4 separate regions of the Mus musculus genome follow, and regions 1, 2 and 4 are each linked to region 3. Evidence: chromatin contacts called from public Hi-C and promoter capture Hi-C data. All regions are on one chromosome and are shown on one strand. The core of a region is the stretch at or near the end of the contact, and the rest is flanking DNA. Distances in the headings are between cores, read along the strand shown. Region 1 holds the start of Slamf6 (SLAM family member 6). Region 2 holds the start of Dcaf8 (DDB1 and CUL4 associated factor 8). Region 3 holds the start of Atf6 (activating transcription factor 6). Region 4 holds the start of Tagln2 (transgelin 2).

Region 1 (3,058 bases), core at 290-2,789, 1.0 Mb before region 3:
GATCAGAAAAGGAGCCGACCTTCCTCCTGTGTCAGCTCCTCCATCCTAATTCTATCCCTATCTTTGACTGTCCAGCCTACGACGCAACGTTAATGTTCTCCCTCCTCTCTCTTTGCTTTATTTTTTCAAGATTATTTGTCCTAAGCCAGTGCACATTTTACCTGTTTATAGTTTATCTTCCCTGCCAAGACGTTAATTCCGCAGAACAGAAATTGTGTTGACTTAGTTCCTGAAACGCCCACAGTGCCGTGCATTCAGTGGTCATTTAGTGAATGGTTTATCAAATGACTTAATGAACCTTGCTTTCTTTTTCTTTCTGTTGTCAATTTGTCTAGATAGCTCTATATCTGCAGTATGTCTTGGTTTGTGTGTGTGCATGCACACAGGTGTTTGTTACTGAAAGTTTTAGTCAAGTGATTTGTTTTTATTTTTATTGGTTTTTTTCAGCTACCTGATGACTAATAGAATTTTCAAAAGTTATTTAAATTGCCATAGTCTAAGTTACTTGTAGCTATTAATAGAATAAATTCACAAACACGTTATGGACATCTAAATGTAATGCATGTTTAATAATTAGCTCATTTTCTGGAATAAAATAAATGCTAGGCTACCTATTGGTTCTTTTTTTTTTTCTTCAATGAATTCTCTCGGGGCTAGGTCTGTGTTAGTAGCCATTGCTTGATCTCCTGTTTTAGAACACTACGCTTCAGTCCAGATAGGCACCCTCTGAGTTCTTAAAGACAGTGAGAGCTTTCCAGATAGCAGGGAGAAGAAGCAGGCTCAGTCAATCCCTTCCTAATTGCAGTGTGAAAGCGTTGGTGGGTTTTCAGTATCTGAGCGAAGAGTGAAGCTCGGGAAAGATAATGAAGCCCCCTGAAGTCGCACAGTATCACAGTAGTTAAATTGTAGATCTTTTTCCCGCTTAAACTTATTTTTGTACCACAATACGCTGGTCACGAACAGTCCTGACTTACAAAGACTCATTTTCCATATCTCAGAAAACACTTCCCTTCCCCTTGGCCCCCAGCCGAAGTGTTTGCTCTGAATCAGTCCCGTGGCAGTCTGCGGGAAGCAGTTCGCTAGGACCACGGTGAGCTTTCTAAGTCTCTGAATAGAGAACTGGGCAGTCAACCTGACCAAGAGGAGCAAGGCATTCCAAAGAAGGAACTCACTCAGTGACTCAATCAGTTTCCACAGACGTTTTTTACCTGAGCCGAGGCAGAAGACAAGTGGAAAGAGCCAGACCATCCTCTGACAGGCGGAGTCGGGTGCTGGAGCCCTTGAGACAGCCATTCTTTCATAAGCTTGTCGCTGAGACTTTCTGTTCCCCTATTGATGAGAGCTCTTCCTCTATGTTAGCAAACCTTTGGTTGTCGTGATTAACTTCACACTTGGCTTACAAGAATATCTTTTGTAAGCTAAGACTCTTAGCAGTAGGGAACGTGGAACTTGAACGGGCCATCTTCTGTAACCAGGCAAGACTTCTGGTGGAGGGACTGGGACACCAACCCAGCCACAAAAACCTTCTACTTATGATTTGTCTTGCCAGCAAGATGTGCTGGGGTAAAGGTGACACAGAAATTGTGGGAGTGGCCAATCAGTGACTGGTCCATCTTAAGACCTATGCCAGGACGGGGAGCCCACTCCTGATACTGTGTGGAGAGCCATGAAGCAGAGGCTGGATAGCCCAGAGACACAACAAACAAACAAACAAACAAACAAACAAACAAACCAACCATAGCAAAACAAATCTGCTATACTTGAGGCAGGAGCCTAGCCCAGTTGTCATCAGAGAGGCTTCACCCAGCAACTGATGGAAACAGATGCAGAGATCCAGAGTCAAACATCCTGTGGAGCTTGGGGAATCTTGCAGAAGAGGTGGAGGAAGGATTGTTGGAGACAAAGGGGTCAAGGACACCTCAAGAAAACCTACAGAATCAATTAGCCTGGGTTCATGGGGCGCTCACAGAGACTGAAGTGGCAACTAGGGACCCTGCATGGTTCTAACCTAGGTGCTATATATATATATATATATATATATATATATTATATATATAATGATTATGTAGCTTGGTCTTCTAGTAGGACTTCCAACAGTGGGATAGGGGGCTGTCTCTGACTCTTGCCTGATTTTGGGACTCTTCCTCCTATTGGGTTGCCTAGTCCTTATGAGGGGAGGTACCTAGTTTTATTGCAACTGGATATGCCTTGTTTGGTTGATATCCCTGAGAGACTTGCTCTTTTCTGGAGCGAAAAGGAAGAGAACTGGATGGAGGGGGCTGAGGGAGGTGTTGGGGGAAGTAAGGGGGGAGGGGAAAGACTGGGAGGGAGGAGAGAGGGAAACTGCTGTCAGGGATGTAATATATATGAGAGAAGAATACCTTGAAAAAGAAAGGAAATACCTTGAATGATTTTAACTTAGAAATTTTTAGAGAGACTTAAATCGTGTCCTCTCTACGCACTTGAGAAAATGTTCACCTTGTCTGTGCCATCTTCTGTAATGCTTGTCAGATCTTACTCGTTTATAATGTGGCTCAGTTGTTATTTTTTTTTGCCCCAATCCCTGTGGTTCTGACCTCGGAAGATTCGGATGCTGGAGGCTTGGTCTCCAGTATGTTGATGCAGATGTGGTGGCAACTTTGAGAAGGTCCAAGTAGAAAAGTATTAGGTCATTGATGGTGCTCTGAGAGTGGGCTGTCAGGTATGCAAATGCCTTTGAACCACCCCCACGCCTACAGATAACCCCTCATCCGTGCACCTGTCAGTAACCTCAAAGAACTAATCCGGACTTGTGAGGGCTGTTTCTTTGTTTTGTTCTCAGTCCTATATGAGGTGATTAGAGATACTTGCTCAAATCTCCCCAGGGGGGGGGGGGGAGTCACAATTGGTGCCTGAACCGGGAGAAACAAAACAAAGTTGTGTCTGAGAGGAGGGGTCACATGACCCTCTGCTATGTGTGAGACACAGGCTACAGTGCATGATCCAACCGAAGGTGGAACATCCATTCGGCAATCCGTATATGATTACTCTTCTCTGGTTATATGGGAACTTGTGCCTC
Region 2 (3,040 bases), core at 346-2,845, 1.3 Mb before region 3:
CGGGAAGACAAAACACAATGCAAATAAATAACGGGGGAATAGAAAACGAGGTGCAGACTGCTCACTCGACGCTTAAGCCATTTGAAGACACACAACAACAGTGTCGGGCAGCAGGTCAAAATACAGCCAATTAAATTTGTAAGAAATTTAACCAAAATTGTAACAAAGCTGCTAACAATATCCAAACTTGCGGAAACAGGGGTAACAATTGTTGAGTTTAGCGGTCTGCACTTTCGCATGAGGAAAGGGTCTTGAATTGAGGAATTAAACGCCTTCAATGCCACTCACCTTCCTGCTTTTATCGCCGACCGAAGTCAGGCCCAAGATCCTGAGAAAACTGGTCTGGAGGTTCGCTGAAGAACTGAGAAAAGTGAAAGTTTACATGGCAAAGGCGTCTCTTCTGAAAGTAGCCAAAATATTTATGACCACACTTTAATGTTTTTTTTTTTAAAGTCTCCTCACAACTATTTAAAACCAAAACAACTTACCTAACTCAATTCTGACTACTGAACAAAACCCATGCCCGTAATGGAAACACAAAGGATTAACACAAGATTTAAACGCCAGGCAAAGTTATCTCCCAGCTCCACCAAGGCTAAAGAGTCACTTATGAGGAAAACCTGTATCTTTTCAACTCTTAAACCAAACCACCCGTCTCAAGCAAACTCCGGAGCAGGGGGGGGGAGGGGAGAATCCGCGGGAGAATGTGATCGCTCTAGTGCGGGTTTGTTTACAGACTACACCAACAATCATGAGTCAGAAATTCAAGCCGCCAGATGCTTTCCAACTAATAAGGACCAAGCGGGACCGTTCTAAGGTGTCCTAAAAGATTTCGGGACACGGGGAGGGGAAGTACATTAAGAGAACTAGATCACAAAGCATTCAAGAACAGACTGCCAGTTTCTTGGACCTCGGCCTTCCGTACGAGGTGCTGGGCCTGAGATCTTGGGATGGGGGAAGGGGGCACACTGCGCGGTGGCCCTGAAGTGACTAGGAGACGCCAACAGAGCCGGGTCCCCAAATTATAAAGGGAGAAATGAGAGTTTACGAATGGGTCACCGGACGAACGAGAAGCCCCTGTGAGTCATGGGGTTGGCCCTAGGGGGCAACCCCGTGGACCGACCCGGGCAGAGGACGAGTCCTCCCAGCACCGACTCGGAGGAGGGGAGTAAGACTTAAAGTCCGGGAGTTTTAGGAAAGGGATCGGGCCTGTCCTGCGGGGAAGCGGTCAGGGAGAGGGGGGAACAGGCCGAGCCGGACGAAACACGGACCCGGTAGGTCAAGGGGAGGGCGTCCGGCTGGGGCAGTTACAAGCACGGGAGCTGGCGAGGCCCGGCAGCCCGCTTCCCATCTAGGGTCATCCTTCTGCCAGCGGATGCTCCGACTGTTCCAGGCCCAGCCGCCCCGTCCACTGCCGCCACCAACGCCGCCGCCATCTTACACTGGCCAGCGGCAGCCACCACCACCGTCTCGGGTCTCCGCGCCTGCGCCTGCGCCGTCACGCTTTCCGGCGGGGTTTGCGACGCTGTGCTGGAGGAGACTGAGCGAGAGCGGTCCCGCGAGCTCTGGGCTCCCAACCCTCCCGGTGGCCGCACAAGGGGCGGAGCCTCGGGCCAACCGAAGCCGCGAGGGGCGCGTGCGCGGGGCGGAGGAGTCAAGTTGTTTTCGTACTTTGAGAGTGATGGCTTGTCTCCTGGTATTCAAAACACATGCGATCTAGGGGCTCCTTGGAGTTGTGCCGGAAAATGAACCTCATTCCAAAGGCTCTGGCAGGCAAACTTCTAGGTGTCCTCCAGGCCTGAGGTTCTAATTCTTGCCATATTTTTTTGTTTGTTTGTTTCCTTGTTTAAAGAAAAACCCCTTTCTCCTTTCAGGCTCAAAGCTGCATTTCCTTCAATGGCTTCTTAAGAGGCCTTCTGCCAGCACCCATTTGTCCATTTGTTTAAAAGAGTCACTAAGGTTTGGGGATGTTGGAATGCTTCCTAAGGGTCTAAAAGTTTTAAAAGTTTGATCCCCACACCTGGGGGTGGGAGTGACACGGCTTAGAAACAGGATTTATTTATTCATTTGAAACAGGATCTTTCTACCCGGGCTGTCCTGGAACTGTAGATCTCACAGAGATCACCCACCTGCCTCTGCCTCTCAGGCGCTGGGATTAGGATTAAAGGCGCTCAACGCTGCAGAGTTTAATTTTTTAAATGAGCATACAAACTAACAGGTTACAAACTAGCACTCAGGAGGCTGAGACAGGATATACACAAGTTGGAGGTCAACCTAGAACAACGGATAGTAAGTTCGGGGCTAGAATAAGTCCTTCCCCGATCCCCAACACACACACACACACACACACACACACGCAATAGGTTTCCATGTGGCATTTTCATATGTATGTGTCATGCCTGTTTCTTCATGGCCCCCTTCCCACTCATTTTCCCCTTCTTGGTTACCTTCCTCCAATAACTACCACTAAGTTTTGTGACTAGTGTATACTCCATTCTCTTTTCTTAGCTTTCCTTCAACTCTCTTTATATCTCTTCCTTGCCTCTCAGTCTCCTGTCTACTTTGTTGTTAAATATGAATACGTGTGTGTAATTAATAGACATATGTATACATGAACTTAAATCCAGATTCTGCATATGGGAGAGGACATGCCATATTTGTCTTTCTGAGTCTAACTTATGTTGTTTATAATCTGCAAATACTATTTCATTCTTCATAGTTGATGGATCCTATTGTGTATATATTCTATATTTTCTTTAATTCATTCATCTGTTGATAAATATCTAGGTTTATTCATAATTTAGCTGTTGTGAAAATACAGCTAAAACATGGATACGCCACATAACTCTGCAGGTTGCTGGTTTTAGGTAACCTCTGTACACTACTTTCTGCTGACACCTAAAGGAAACCTAACCAGGATTCTAGGATTCCAGATTACTCCTAGCTAGCAGGCTGGAGCATTCTTATTTGTAGCAGAAAAATCTAGTAGGATCATTATATCCAGGGTAGGCAGTAGAATAAAATAATTGTTTTTCACTGT
Region 3 (2,780 bases), core at 134-2,633:
AAAGGCTGGGCGGTGGTGGTACACGCCTTTAATCTCAGCACTCGGGAGGCAGAGGCAGGCGGATTTCTGAGGCTACAGAGTTCCAGGACAGCCAGGGCTACACAGAGAAATCCTGTCTCGAAAAAAAAATTTTTTTTTTAAAATTTATATATATATAATTCCAACGACGAAAGGAATGTCATTTGTCGTAGGGGGACTTCAGAATCGCGAGTGTGCGTGTGTTCGTGTATGTATGCATGTATGTGCACGCGCGTGCTGCGTATTGCACATGCATGTGTGTATGTATGTGTGTATGTATGTGTGTGTATGTATATATGTATGTATGTGCGCGCGGGCGGTGCATTGCACGTGTGTATGCGGGTGTGGTCCCAGCCGGACTTCACGAATTCTGACCTGGCTTTCCTCTCACCTTGTTGCATTCCGCAATCGCAATCGGTAGTAACCGCAGCCACGAGGAGCTCGGAGGATTCTGGGAAGCATTTATGTTTGTTTGTAACCATGGGAAAAGTTCCTCTCGGTCCTAGAGGGATCCGTGTTCATTCACCGTCTGGGTTTGAATGCAGTCCCTGGCTACTGAAATCGAGTAAAACCGAAAAGTAAACAACACTAAGTAGGTTCTCGAAACTGTTGTTTCAAATTGCTCACATTTTCCAGTTGGAATCCGTGATGCATGATTCTTCTCTAAAAATATTTAGAATTTTGGATTTTAGTAATAAGAGATTGACAGCTTATTGCGAGTTTTAGAAACTCTTCTTTAGGAGGTAAGTGCGGACATGGAGAATTTATCTTATATATTTTCTTTGTTTAAATTTGTTTGAAGGTGGGTTTTCTACAAGTATTATTTGTGAGAAAGTTTACCTCGGATTCTGTCCCAGTAAAGGAGTGGTTCTAACACATGTCGGAAATTTGTATTTTTCTTTATTTACCGTGTACGTGGAAAATTTTTACAGCGATTGAAAAGCATTTATAAATACAGAATCAGGTTTACTGTCAATTTCTAATTTCGTTCTGAGATGTCTATATCGTAGTATTAAGCACAAAGAACAAGCCACTATGATCAGGAGACTTTTCAGTTTTAGTACTATCAGCGAATTTTAACAAAGCGGTAAAATCTGCGTGCTCTTCGCTCAATTTAAAAAAAAAAAGAGAGAGAGGGAGAGAGAAACAAAAAAGAACAACCACAAAACCCCACAGCGGGACAGAAAGTGCTGAAATCCTCGTAGGGAAATATTTACTCACAAGTCTATTGAGTTTGCTTATCTGCTGACGTCTCCTTAGCTTTGGATCCCAGTTCCCGCGTGCGGTGAGATAGTTTGCCTCCGCCCGGCCACCGTCCGTGTCAGCGTTCAGCTTATTTTGTCCTCCGGCCGCCGCCGTTTCAGGTTACTCACCCATCCGAGTTGTGAGGGAGAGGTGTCTGTTTCGGGGAAGCCGGCTTGTGTTGCCGGCGCCATGGAGTCGCCTTTTAGTCCGGTTCTTCCTCATGGACCAGATGAAGACTGGGGTGAGTGGATCTGCGAATGTACCCGAGCTAGGTCGGGCCGCGTCTGCGGGTTTTTTTCTCCTCCCGATTTCCGCCCGGTGGCGGTGACAGGTGTGGACGACCCGTGTCCGGGGAGCGAGGCCACGGGTTGAGGGTCGTAGAAGAGGCTGGCAGAGCCTCTGGGCTTCTGTCCTGGCCGTAGCAATAATGGAATGATGTTCTAATTGAAATTGCTGTAGTTTTTCAGCGTGTGTTCCTGGTGGAAATTCCAGGTGATCGTGAGGGACCAGAACTTAGTAGGATGATGATTGTAGCTGCCCCAAAGGCTCCAAGCTATTTTCTCAGACTGTGGGCGTGTGGCTGGGGAGCGCTGAGTGTGTGTGTGTGTATGTGTGTGTGTGAGTGTGTGTGTGTGTGTGTGTGTGCGCGCGCGCGCACTGAACGTGTACGAGATATGTTGAGAAAACTTGGTTAAAATACAGAAGAAAATCCTTGGCTCCCAGCTTGAACTGTTGGTTTAAGACATAGATCCAAATTGGCAAAGAAGAAACTCTCCCAAGCACCTGACCTCGTGTCCCTGATTACTAGATCTAACACAAACTGATGTAATCCTGACTGCTGTCCAAACACAGCTCTGAAATCTCTTGTTAAGTCTATTTTTAGTGTTCAGGAAGGATGGACCAGAGAATGACAAGGAACAAGCTTTGGCATCCAAATCCTTAGAGAAAGCTGATAGTCCCTTCTCGATTTCAAGACAGAATGTTAACAGGATTATGTGTGTTAATATGTGAATGGAGTTCTGTAGGTGGCTCAATGGATCCTGTAGTGAGACTACATTGTCCTTCAGTTTTGGGGACACTTTTTTTTCATGGACTAACATTCCACTATAACATGAGTGGGCCCTCAACTAGGAAGTGTTGGAATCCTAGTTTAATTTAACAGTGGCAGATGCTCTCTACAATTACAATCTATAAAAGGTTTATTTTAATCTTTGGGCCGATTTTGACAACTTTCTGGAAAAAAAAAACCTTTAAATGTTCATTCTCCAGTTCATTTCCCCAGCTAAATGCTTTTGTTATAGTAACAGCAGTCACTTGTTTAGGACTTTATTTTGCTAAGCACACTACATGTGTTATTTATGTTATGTTCATAACAGTCCAATGAGGTCCCGCCATCCTATAGATGTTGAAACAGAGGTTGACAGAATCTGTTCTCTGAGTCTTAGACGAGTAAGTGATAAAGTAGGATCAGAACCAGGCTTATCTAACTTTGAAGTCTGTGCCTCTGGTTTTTCTAC
Region 4 (3,116 bases), core at 612-3,111, 1.6 Mb before region 3:
CCCAACTTCTGAAACAGAAACGCCACGTGGGTAGGCAGAAGGCCAGTGGGGGGCACTGTGGTAAGGGGACGCCTTAGGGAAGACCCTCCCCCACCAGGGGCCAGTCCCCTAACCACCTAGATAGAGTCCAGAGCAGAAGAGAAAGCTAAGCTCCACAAACAGGAAGCCACAAGGGCTGCTCAGGAGAAGAGGAGGGGGTGGAGGCCGTTGCCATGGCGTCTGTGTACCAAACATGGGAATGGAGGCAGGGTGGGGGCCCCCCCGGGGCAGGAACACCCACTCCACACAGACTTGGGTGGAGGCTCTAGGCGAAGGGGCAAAAGCGATCCCAGCAATTCTCAGGGTATAGCCAGACTGGGGAAGCAGGGAACGGGGAAGGGGCAGCTCTGGAGGACCTGGAGGGCATATGCAGTTTGTGGGTAGAGAATCAAAGAAGACATACCCTGGGTAGGAAAGACTTTTTTTTTTTTTTTTTTTTTTTTTTTTTTGCTTAAAAAGCCCACACCTGGCAATCTCGAAGGACAAAGCCATGGGGTGAACACTGACTAGGGGCCAATCCCCTGGGGACCAGCATAGACACCAAGGGTGTGCAAGGGGATCGCAAGGACAAAGATTATTTGCGGCTTTGGAACGTTAACACCTTGCTCACCCCTCCTTACCTTGGCCCAAAGCCTGAGGTGTACCCTGAGCTACAGGGAAGAGAAAATGGGAGAAGCTTAGAGATGAGCTATCCCTGACTACTGCTCTAGGGAACAAGGAGACCCGTCCAGCCACTGGTCTCCTACACCGCACCTCCACTTGCCATCACCGCTGCTTTTGCTCCACAGATACCACGTATCCCAGAACCTCTCGGATAGGAACACAGGTAGGCCTGCAGAGCCCAAAAAGGAGGTAATCTACTTCCGGTCCAGCCCCTTCGGCCGTCCCCCCCACCCCCACGGCCACACCCTGCCTGGGCCGTTAATGTGGATGAGTCACCCACCGCCCTCCCGCCACTGGGGTGACGCAGGTCTGGGCAGCCCGCCCGCCCGCCCGCGGCCACCACCGGCTTTCCCAGCAGCAGGGGGCACGGGAGGGGGCAGCGGGTCTCAGGCTAGGGTAAGAGAGTTTGGATAGCAGCCAACCCCTACAGACAGGGCACATCCGAGTGCAGTCAGGGCTGCAGCCCGGAGATGTCCGAGGTCAAAGGCGCTCCAGGAGAAGAAGGGGGTTTCACAGAAGACCAGGCTACTGTGCAAATAACTCCCGGAGACCTGTGACCCCGAGTACCCGGACAAACGAACTAGCAGGAGGGGGGCAAAAGGGCGGTCTCGGGGTCACAGAAGGCAGGCAGTACCCACACGTGCTCCTGGACCAGGAAGTGAAAGGGGCGCGCGGTAAATTCATGGACCGGAGCGCGCGCCAGAACCTAGTTCTTGCGGCCACTCAGCAGCCTGCGGACGTCCGACGCCCTCCTTCCTTCTCCCCCCAAAGAGAACTCAACGCTGGAGCAAACGGCTGGGGCTTGGGACCAGACCTCTTGGGTCGGGACGGACGCCCCGTCTTGTGCACCCGTAAAACTTGCCTTGCTTAACTGCTGAACAATGCAGAGAAGGCTTGGGAACCGGACCTGACAGCACGGGGCGGGGCACCCAGTTGGGACCCCAGCGTCCGCCAGTCTTCAACCCCCACGCTCCCAGAAGCAAGTCTCAAGTGTTGGCTTCTTGCTTTCTACAGACCACACACATAATCCCCAACTCCCACCCCGCTGCCTTGGTCCCTCAGTCCTGCTCACCGTCCAAGAGGGCTGGATGAGAGCGCACGCACGACAGGGGCTGCAGCGGCGAGTGGAGCTCAAGACCCGGCCGGGCTTGGAGTTTTCTGGGGGGTCCCGCCTCAGACGGGGCGGACCAGGGGCGGGGCAAGGGCCAAGAGGGTTTAAAGGCGCCGCCGCGTGGAATGCTGGAGCGCTTAAGATAGGTGGTCAGTAGGCAGGAATGAGCCGTAAAGGACCTGCGGAGTCCTTGGCGCCGCTGCAAAAGGTCTCCGCCCAGGGGATCCTCAACCTGCATTCACCAGCCATAGACTTGTATCCTAATAGGAAACTTTCTGCCTAGACTAGCTAGCTCAGGATCGCAGGCCTGTTTCTATGAGAAGCCTACTATTACAAAAAGGCCGGCCTTTTGTAAATTCAGGTCCAGGAAGCGCCTTCCTACAGGATAGAGTAAGGAGTAATAGGTCTGGTGCTTACAGGCTGGGACAGCACCCCCACGTGGTTCTGCTTGCCATTTAACTTCAAGCCCGGGCAAAAAAAAAAAAAGAACAGTGAGGTCACTCCTTGCCCGGGGCCTTGAGGGTGTGGTAGGGCTTGGGACCTGGGATTCAGACCCAGTTCTCTCTCTCCCTTCCATCTCCCATTTAATAAATTGACATTTCTTCTTAGATCTTGGAGGGTTGGAGGCGGGGGCTTAGTGGAGGAAGTTGGCAGGCACTTTTCTACCCCTTAAGAGTGAAGAGCAATAGTTGAGGGGTGTCCAGAACACCTACTTTTTCAGGCTGTAGTTAGCGGAGTTCCCCATTTAAAACCCACCAGTGTTTTTCTTTCTTCACGTTATGGAGTCCCCCGTTGAGCCTGATATTTAAAAGAACAGCAGCCAGTTCCACCCTGACCTTTGACTTCTCTATTCCCCAAAGTCCCGCTCAGACCCACAGAATGTCAAGTTTCAGTCCCCTGTGCCTTTAGGGTGTTCCTCTGCCCGAAAGTGGGTTTCCTTCACTGCCCCGTCACCTGCTCTGCCTGTTACCTGCTTGTGTGGCTTCTGGTCAATTACAAAAGCACCTTTGGCTTTAGTTGCCGTGCCCAGTCTACAAAATAAACTCCGGGCGGTGGACGGGACATGGAAAGAACTCTGAGCAGTCTCCTGTGAGTGTCCCAGGAATCCCCACATGTTTTAAGTATTTACTAAATATTGACTCAAACTGAACTCTTTGTGCCAATGTGATAACCAGCTTACAGCTTTATCACAGTGCGTAGTTGGCCTCAGTGACTAGCGAGAACTCCCCAAGGACAAAGGCATTATCCCAGTGATTTCTCTATTTTCTCATGGCTTCTGGCCTAACAGCAGATCTCTACTAGG

Evidence for each region. Promoter capture Hi-C pulls out the DNA fragments that hold promoters and counts their contacts. A called contact is a pair of places that touch in the nucleus more often than the background predicts. Capture Hi-C pulls out chosen DNA fragments and counts their contacts.
Region 1: a Hi-C map of B cells shows a contact between it and region 3, with 7 read pairs. The contact joins the promoter of Slamf6 here to the promoter of Atf6 in region 3. A contact is called at or near these places in 1 of 39 promoter capture datasets (pre-B cells) and 1 of 484 Hi-C or Micro-C datasets (B cells).
Region 2: a contact with region 3 is called in a promoter capture Hi-C map of liver, with 2.1 times the contacts expected there. The contact joins the promoter of Dcaf8 here to the promoter of Atf6 in region 3. A contact is called at or near these places in 2 of 39 promoter capture datasets (both in liver), 1 of 484 Hi-C or Micro-C datasets (B cells) and 1 of 9 other capture datasets (liver).
Region 4: a contact with region 3 is called in a promoter capture Hi-C map of pre-B cells, with 2.9 times the contacts expected there. The contact joins the promoter of Tagln2 here to the promoter of Atf6 in region 3.

The regions. Positions count from the first base shown.
Region 1 is chr1:171,915,943-171,919,000 of GRCm38.p6, reverse strand. Slamf6 (SLAM family member 6) reads right to left here and starts at 1,539. Exons shown (of 9, transcript NM_001347186.1): 1 at 1,209-1,539. The coding sequence starts at 1,293. The region is part of intron 1 of Gm37065 (predicted gene, 37065); the gene reads left to right.
Region 2 is chr1:172,146,570-172,149,609 of GRCm38.p6, reverse strand. It overlaps Dcaf8 (DDB1 and CUL4 associated factor 8), which reads right to left and starts at 1,595. Exons shown (of 14, transcript NM_001357204.1): 1 at 1,272-1,595; 2 at 289-361.
Region 3 is chr1:170,866,374-170,869,153 of GRCm38.p6, reverse strand. It overlaps Atf6 (activating transcription factor 6), which reads left to right and starts at 1,383. Exons shown (of 16, transcript NM_001081304.1): 1 at 1,383-1,504. The coding sequence starts at 1,453. Gm9929 (a long non-coding RNA gene) reads right to left here and starts at 1,324. Exons shown (of 2, transcript XR_003948181.1): 1 at 1,240-1,324; 2 at 1-573.
Region 4 is chr1:172,498,991-172,502,106 of GRCm38.p6, reverse strand. Tagln2 (transgelin 2) reads right to left here and starts at 1,861. Exons shown (of 5, transcript NM_178598.2): 1 at 1,775-1,861.